3 separate regions of the Mus musculus genome follow, and regions 2 and 3 are each linked to region 1. The links are chromatin contacts, called in public Hi-C and promoter capture Hi-C maps. All regions are on one chromosome and are shown on one strand. Each heading gives the region's core, a stretch centred on a gene start, on an enhancer-like site or on the middle of the called end of the contact. The rest is flanking DNA. Distances are from core to core; before and after follow the strand shown.

Region 1 (2,700 bases), core at 13-2,512:
GGTATGTGTTAAAGGATTTGTAACAGTACCAGCATCTCCACCTGCCTCCGAACCAACCTCTGTGGCGTCCTTTCTGGCTCCCCACAATCCATTTTCCACAATCCACTTTTCACTTTTGAAATATTTAAATATTTCGTATTTAAATATTAAAATCAGATAATCTCTCTACCCAGTTTCCCATCCATCACACTCAATAAAATCCAAACATTCCTCACACACACCCTCTGGTCTTTAAACCCAGCATATCCGGAATCGCTGGATTTTCTTTTTAACGTCCTTTCTTCTCTAAGCCAGCCTGGACCCTGACTGAGGCCTTTGGGAAGCCTGTAATGTGCACCCATTCCCTTTTGTACGGCCAATTTCTCTTGCCACTGCGAAGCTGGTTTAAATGACATTTCCTCCGATCCGTAGCTAGCCCTTCACCGTTTTTTAAATGTCATCATCACAGGAGTCGAACACGACCCACCGTTTTTCATCGCCTTTGTCCCTACCACCTGAAATCTGCGCTCAGGGGTGCAATGCGCACAAGCTAGACTCTCAGGGGGCATCCTCAGTGCCAGGCGCGGTGGCTGTCCCGTCGCGGGCATAATGAGGGAGCTGGCACCACAGACACTGCCCCCCACCCCCCAACCCAGCCCTCGCTCGCCCACGGTCGTCTCACCTGTCGGCCAGCTCCAGCACCTCGTGCACGCTGCCGGTGCTCACTCGGATGCGGCCGGTGTACATGTACTCGATAACGGCTTCCACCGTGTCAGGTTCGGGTCCGGGCTCTGAGCTCCACTTGCGCATCTCCACCCGGCCCGAGCGCGATTCCGAAAACTGACCCGAGAGTAAGGGCGTGAAGTACTCGGTGGCAGCGGCCAGCACCGAGCGGTGGGCACGGAACTCGCGACCTCCGGCCCCGCCGAAGCACAGGGTGATGTCGCAGAACAGGCCTTGACGCCGCTGCTCGTTCTGCCGCCAGGACAACTCGGAGCAGTGAGTGCTGCACTCGAAGTCCTCGGCCTCTGGGCCCGGATCGCTCCCGCCCGTGTCGACGAGGGTAGAGATGCCGGCCCCGGTCACGAAGTCTACCGTGCCACTGCCTCGGACCTCAGCGGCCAGGCTCGCGGAACCGGCGACGGCAGTCTCCATGCTCTCCATCTCCAGCACTTGAAAAGATGCAGCCGCGGCCGCAGCGGCAGCTGCCGCCGCCACAGCCGCCGCCATCTTGACGCCGCCGTACCGGCCCCCTCAGCTTCCGAACGGTGCGGCAAGTCTGATGCGACACAGAGGCATTCTGGGATTAAATAGTGCGCGCGGGGCGGAGCCGCGCCTGCGCACTTCTGCCGTGCTTACGCCCTCTAGCGAGGCAAGCGCAGTTCTCGGAGCCAGAAAAAAACTCAGGTCTACCTTTTCTCGCCCCTCCATTATGGTGGCCCCCTGTGCTTGTTTTGTTGAATTTTCTTCTACTTTATGTTGCTTTGGAGTGTATCCTCGCCATCACACGCACACACATTTTTTGTTTGTTTGTTTGTTTTTTAACTTTGTAGACCATGATAGCCTGGAACTCACAGAGATCCACCTTACCCCTGCCTCTGCTGGCCTGTGCCAATCCCAGCACTTGGGAGGCAGAGGCAGGCTGATCTCCCTGAGTTCGAGGACCTAGTCTCAGAAAGGACAGCCAGGAATACACAGAGAAACCCCGTCTTAAAACACAAAACGATTGACTTTGGAGAGAAAGTAATTTTTAAATTTTATTCTTATCAAAGTGTCTGTGCACAGGTCCTACAGAGGACAGGTAGGTGTTAGATTCCCAGTAGCTGGAGTTAAAGGCGGTTAAAACCCCCCTGATAAGGGTGTTGGGAGCCAACAATCAAACTGATTCTCTGAGAGAGTACTCCTAACTGCTAAACTATCTTTCCAATCCAGGAGGGGGGCAGTATAAAGAAAAATAACTTCGTTAAAGTTATTTATTTTTGCAGGTGTCTCTCATGTAGCCCAAGGTGGCCACACACTTGCTGTGTAGTTAAGGATGACTTTGAACTCCTGATTCTTCTCCTGGATTTTGGGATTACTAAAATGTTCCTGAGCACACCCAATTTTGTTTTGTTTTGTTTGTTTGTTTTTTGTTTTGTTTTTTGAGACAGGGTTTCTCTGTGTAGCTATGGCTGTCCTGGAACTCACTTTGTAGACCAGGCTGGCCTCGAACTCAGAAATCCACCTGCCTCTGCCTCCCAAGTGCTGGGATTAAAGGCATGCGCCACCATTGCCCGGCGAGCACACCCAATTTAACATGAGCTATGTAAGAAACCAGGGCAAGCCTGGCGTGGTGGCGCACTTCTTTAATCCCAGCACTCGGGAGGCAGAGGCAGGCAGATTTCTGAGTTCGAGGCCAGCCTGGTCTACAGAGTGAGTTCCAGGACAGCCAGGGCTACACAGAGAAACCCTGTCTCGAAAAACAAAAACAAAAAAAAAGAAACCAGGGCAGTTTAGTCACCCCAGCACCAATAAGTAAATAGCCCTAAAAATTACATTTATTTATTTTTATGGTAGGGTATTCGTGTGGAGTACAAAGCACAATTTAATGAACATCACTACGTTAGAGGATAGAACTCGAACTTGAGTCATTAATTAGACTTGGTTGGTGTTAGGTGCAATTAGCCATATTTTTTGCCCATAAAACAGAATATTTGTTTGTTTGTCTGTTTGTTTATAGGC
Region 2 (2,700 bases), core at 192-2,691, 1.1 Mb after region 1:
CAACCAAACAAAAAAGAAGCACACATATTATTTTAAAAGTCGCCAAAAGGAACACTTAAAAACTGCTAAAGCGTCTCCACCCTACCTCTTCTGGATGTTTCCCTGTTAAGGCTCTCTTTAAACACGTCTTCTCTGCCAACAGCATTCATTACTATTGCCATTCCCTTATGTACTTCCCTTCTAGAACCTTCTGTGAAATGTACTCGGGTCTAGTTCTTCAGGAGTTTCCCTCCACAAACTCCGTTTTTCCCCCCTCTTCCCTGCCACACTTCTGCCCGCCTTTCCTCTCATCCTTTAGCCCGCATCCGTATACAACCTTCAAGATACGATTACAGCCAGAACTCCCCCTCGTAGATCCTTTGCCCTCTTCCTCACAGCTGCCCCCGGGAATGCACAAACTGCACCCTTCCCAAGAGTCCTGTTTGAAAACGTCTGGGACCCTTTGGTTCCGCCCCAGGTACTTTCCTAATCAGTAAACACCCGTCTCCACCAGCAGCTTCCTGCCTTTCATATGAGTATTCCGGGGTACCCTTTCTGTTCCTCAGGGCTGTCTCACCTTTTCTCCGAGAAAAAAGATCCGTACTTCCAAGCGCCGAGGACGGAGAAGCCCCAAGAGAGGTGCTGGATCCTCTGGCTGCACGGGCAGCGGCCGCGCAGCCGCAATTACAATCTATCTAAAATTCCCGCGCTCTCCGTCGCCAAGGAAACCGGCCGCTTGGCGCCTAGCGCTAGCCTTTCGGAACACAAGATCCAGACACGTCAGCGGAAGGGAAGGGAGGAGCGAGTTGGGGGGGGGGGGTGCTGAAACTGTTTCTGGGTTTGCGATTGGCTACCTAGTCTTTTTTTTTCCTGTATGTCGTCACTAGAAAGAGACGGAAGAGAAAGAATTTCGAGGTTTCTCTTAGGCAGCCCCTTCGCATCTACGCCTGCTTATTACGTCACAGTAGTTCTGTACAAAGGGTGGGAATCGCTCCCTGAGGCCGGAATATGAGCGCAAGGTAGTGCCCAAAGCAGTTGCAAAACGAGGTCTCATCCCTCCCTCAGCCTTCCTGCCATGGAAGTCTCCAGTTTCGGTAAATAAGAGACTTGTGTAAGAAGAACTACCAATTCCAGCATGCATTGCGGAACGAAAGGCCTTCTCCACAGCATCTCTTGGAAAGTGTAGTCTTACGGGAAAAGAGCTTCTCACACCGGAAGCAGGCACGAGTACCACAGGAACCCAGTCGGTACAGCGGAGACCTCCTCGCAGTTATGCGTCTTAGCTGCTATGAATCGCAGCGTTCTGTGTTCGTGTTTTGTGCACAGAAAATAGACTAAAAGGAGCTGTGGGTTCCAGGAAGACTACAATTCCCGTCCAGCCCCGCGATTCTCGGGTAACTAGTCCGCCAATGTCAGTGACCTGGGAAAAGCAGAGGGTGGCCAATCGGCTTGGGAAAGGGAAATCCAACCAGCTGACTTCTGCGCGCTAGTTCCGCCCCTCGGCCTGGGTGTTTGTTATTGTTATGCGGTTCAGAGAGCTTCTGTCCCTCCCTTGCCAACGCAGCACTGACCAATCGGTAGAGAGGTTATTTTGAGGGGCAGATAGAAAGAGCCAATCATCTTGTGGAAAACTCCGGGAAACATGGGACTAGGCCCGGTCTCTGTCCGCCATGTTAGATTCACCCCGCAGGGATAGCAGGCGAGCTGGCCGCGAACGGTCCTTGCACTGGCCACTGGCAAGCGCCCCCCGTGGGCGGAAAGCTGGTAAGGAAGCTACCACTGTTACCTAGAAGTAGGGGCACGCCGTTCTTAGAGTGCTCGGGGAAGTTCAAGGGGAAAATCTTGCAAAGAGGAGTGACTTTCCGTGTTCAGGGGCAGCCAGTCTTTTCAGTGACCAGATGAGGGAGTCGCTTGGGTTGTCATCGATAGTGGGGGGTGGATACTGCCTGAGGGAGACAGTTCATGGCTTAGAAGGGCCAGTTTCTGCTAAGAAAAGGTCTCGATCCCCCCCAGAACATAAAGAGGGCTTCGATGGTGGTGACACTCACTGTCCTGGGGACATGGAGTTCCGGGAAACCATTACTGGAAGACTGGGATTAAGTCTGCGACAAGAAAGGACATACATCTTCCTCATTCTGTCCCTTTCCTATTTTTAAGGCTCTATTGAAGGAAGATATCTTGAGCTAGGACCTTCCAAATTAGAAAGGCATCGTTTTTCCCGTTATGTCAAACACCCACCTTTCAGATGACACATTTTAAAACTCAGGTTGCTTGTGCCAGCTTCTGGTATAGAAAATGAAGTTCAGATTCCCAAATTGGCTTTATTAAAATTATTTGTCGGGGTTGAAAAATAATCACGTGAGGAAAAGCTGACTTAGCCACATGAACGTGAGTCAATAGGTATGAGTTTACAGTGCCATTTAGGAAAGTGCAGGCTTAGGCCCAGCTACCTGACTGCTGGAGGTAAACCTTCAGGTATAGATGTGGTTAACTGTACTTTTGATATTTTCACAAGTTCAAGATGATTGCTCTGGCTGAAAGAATTTTCACACGTAAGCCCTTTATGAAGACCTGTATATTGGCCAGCTAAACTAGAACCGCCTACTTCCTGTTTTCTCCCATGGGCAGAACAGCTGGTTGCTCCAAAGTATGGAAACTAATTCCCACTTGTGTAATTTCAGAACGGGGAAGAATAGTTTCCTTCCAGACAGAAAAGAGTGG
Region 3 (2,700 bases), core at 182-2,681, 1.3 Mb before region 1:
GCTTAGAAAGCAGGCAGGTGGGAGGAGAAGCTGGAATAGATATTTGCTTTCTAAAATATACTTAGAGAGGCTGATTCTATCCATCCATCCATCCACACATCCATCCATCCATCCATCCATCCATCCATCCATCCATCCATCCATTCCTCCATCCCTCTCTCCCTCCCTCCCATCAACACTTTTTACTTACACCCAAAACATCTGAGAGGCAGAGGTGTAAGAACAAAATCCTGCTTCCCATGAGTTCATAGCCAGCAGAGGTGGACCCCACTATATACCTTCCACAGCTGGATCTAGATCTAGGGTGCAATGCACGCTGGGCAGGAGAGACAGATAAAGATGCTGCTGGCTGTGGTGTGGCTTGGAGGGGGTGTGAGGACAGCACCAGGGAACCTTCACTTTTTAAAGTCAACCCCTTGTGGCTTTGAGGCTGGTGAGCGGAACTCTAGGAACTTGGCCCCTCCAGCCCCAGCCGAGTCTGACTCTGCAGCCGAGATTTAAGATGTGTAACTGGGGTGTCTGGAGCTGGACTCCCCTTGGCACTTTGCTATAGTAGACACTGAGGCTTGCCTGGTAGAATAGCTTGTTATAGAGAGGGCTGTGGTGTGTGGGCTTTGTTTTAGGGGCTGTGCTGTGCTGGCTACAGTTTCTCTACGTGGAGTGCCCCCTGGGCCACTCAATTTTATGTTAGTCATTCACCCTTTAACCTGCAAGAGGCACAAAACCTGGGATGTGTAGGAGGGAGGAAGGGAGGGAGGAAGACAGACAGAGACAGACAGACAGATGACAGGCAGAGACAACAAGAGGCAGAGGTGGCAGCTAGTATTTGTATTGCACTATGCACAGCACAGTTTCCATCAGTTTCACTCTTCTCGTGAGCAAGGAGATTCAAATCCTGGTTTAACAGGACAGAAAGGAGGGACCCAGAGTGGGAGCAGGGTGTCCTGAACTCTCTAAAGAGAATTTTCTTAGTCCCCAGAGGTGCCAGAGAACATCACCCATCCCTACCAGCTGAGAACGTGTTCTATCCAGGCATCAAGGTCAGTCTACCAGGCTGTTCATTGCCTGCTGCTTGAGAGGACCCAACTTTATGCCTGTGTCTGTCTTGGCATCCACAGCTGTTCCTTCCCCTGGGTCTGAAAGAGCAGGTACATCCTCTCTCCAATGCCTCATCCAACGGGATGGCATTCTCTGAAAGCAGCCACCAGTTCACACCAACTGCCCTGATTGCTCTGGAAACTCCCCCCCCCCCCCATGACCCCTATCCCCCATGCATGTTCATTGCCCTAGAGTCTGGCTTTGTGTCAGAAGTTTTGACTTCTCTTAAGAGAAAGCTTACTTACCTGGGTCCATGGTGCTCTGGGGGCTGTAGAAATCACACAGGAAGGCTGTGCTTTTGGTTCTTGTCTCTCTCCAGCTAGCCCTCTCTGGCAGGGAGGAAGTGGTAAGAGCCCCTTTTAAGTTGTTCCAGAGCCCCTCCCACTCCTGTCCCACCCCTCAGAGTCTTCCTGGGCCACAAGGTATGTGATAACCACATTCGGCTGTCATAGGATCCTGAATCACTGAGTCGTTTGCCTTCAGAAAGCCCCTGGTAGTAGTGCCTTGTAGAGACTCAGGGAGGAGCTGCTTACATCTGTGAGTGCCAAGCACGCCTGGGTGGCTGCTGTGGGGTGAGATAGGCTGAGGCTCGGGAGTCAGAGGTGTACTTGCATCCTTCTCTTGGTTTTGAATAAAAGTCTCCCTTTCAGTATGAACTTGATCAGTGGCTATTGTCCCAGCAGCCGCCAGGCAGCCCCGACATACACCTGCGCAGCCAGGGTGAGGTCTGTTGAACGGTCCGGCCAGCAAGGCTTCAGTGACACAACCACGAAGTGAAAGTTTGAGTGTTTATTTTTAGTACTTAAGCTAAACATCACAGGACCTAGATGCTAGATATGAGGGTGCCTGGAGCCCCTCGGCTTTCTCTACTAACCGAGAGGACATCAAGTCTAAGTCATTATCCAAACTGGTTCCCCAAGAAGAGATTTTATTTATTTATTTATTTATTTATTTATTTATTTTATTTTATTTTATTTTATTTTATTTTATTTTATTTTTGTCAGTGCCATGATTGTCCTAGAACTTGTTCTGTGGACCTAGCTAGCCTCGAACCCATGGAGATCTACCTGCATCTGCCTCCCGAGTGCTGGTATTAAAGACATATGCCACCATGCCTGGCCTATTTTTATTTTACTTTTTTTATTCTTTGTGACCACACCCATTTTCCCCCACAGGGAAACTGATTGATATATTTATTGGCATTTTTAATTGTTGTGCCTGTGTGGTGTGTATGGTGTGTGTACACACGTGTATGTGTGCGATCGTATGCGTGAATGTGGGGATTTTATGCCATTGCACGTGTGAAGATCAGAGACAATGTCAGGTGTCAGCCTACTTCCATTCTGTTGCAGGTATCACGTCTTTATTGAGTGCCCCATTCTATACTAAGGTGAGCTGGCCTTCTGGGTGCGTGGTCTCTTGTCTCTGCTTCCCATCTCCTTGGGGGACTGCTAGGATGACGAATGCTCATGCTACTGCCAAGCTGCTTATGAGGGTTCTGGGATTTGGACTCAGTTCCTCGTGTTTGTGGGGCAATTCTCTGTTAGCTACTAAGCCACCTCCCCAGTCCAAGGAGTGGGTTTAAAACAAGCATAGAGATCA

Evidence for each region. Hi-C and Micro-C count contacts between places; a contact is called where the count stands out from the background. Capture Hi-C pulls out chosen DNA fragments and counts their contacts.
Region 2: a promoter capture Hi-C map of liver shows a contact between it and region 1, with 3 times the contacts expected there. The contact joins the promoter of Nbr1 here to the promoter of Klhl11 in region 1. A contact is called at or near these places in 3 of 39 promoter capture datasets (embryonic stem cells, hippocampal neurons and pre-B cells), 2 of 115 datasets of contacts at active chromatin or transcription factors (large pre-B cells and pancreatic cancer cells) and 2 of 9 other capture datasets (adipose tissue and liver).
Region 3: a Hi-C map of B cells shows a contact between it and region 1, with 7 read pairs. The contact joins the promoter of Ccr7 here to the promoter of Klhl11 in region 1. A contact is called at or near these places in 5 of 39 promoter capture datasets (hippocampal neurons, liver, pre-B cells and 1 more) and 1 of 484 Hi-C or Micro-C datasets (B cells).

The regions. Positions count from the first base shown.
Region 1 is chr11:100,471,520-100,474,219 of GRCm38.p6, forward strand. It overlaps Klhl11 (kelch-like 11), which reads right to left and starts at 1,263. Exons shown (of 2, transcript NM_172565.2): 1 at 662-1,263. The coding sequence starts at 1,209.
Region 2 is chr11:101,551,213-101,553,912 of GRCm38.p6, forward strand. It overlaps Nbr1 (NBR1, autophagy cargo receptor), which reads left to right and starts at 1,442. Exons shown (of 24, transcript NM_008676.3): 1 at 1,442-1,743. It overlaps Brca1 (breast cancer 1, early onset), which reads right to left and starts at 743. Exons shown (of 23, transcript NM_009764.3): 1 at 557-743.
Region 3 is chr11:99,153,646-99,156,345 of GRCm38.p6, forward strand. It overlaps Ccr7 (chemokine (C-C motif) receptor 7), which reads right to left and starts at 1,432. Exons shown (of 3, transcript NM_007719.2): 1 at 1,344-1,432. The coding sequence starts at 1,353.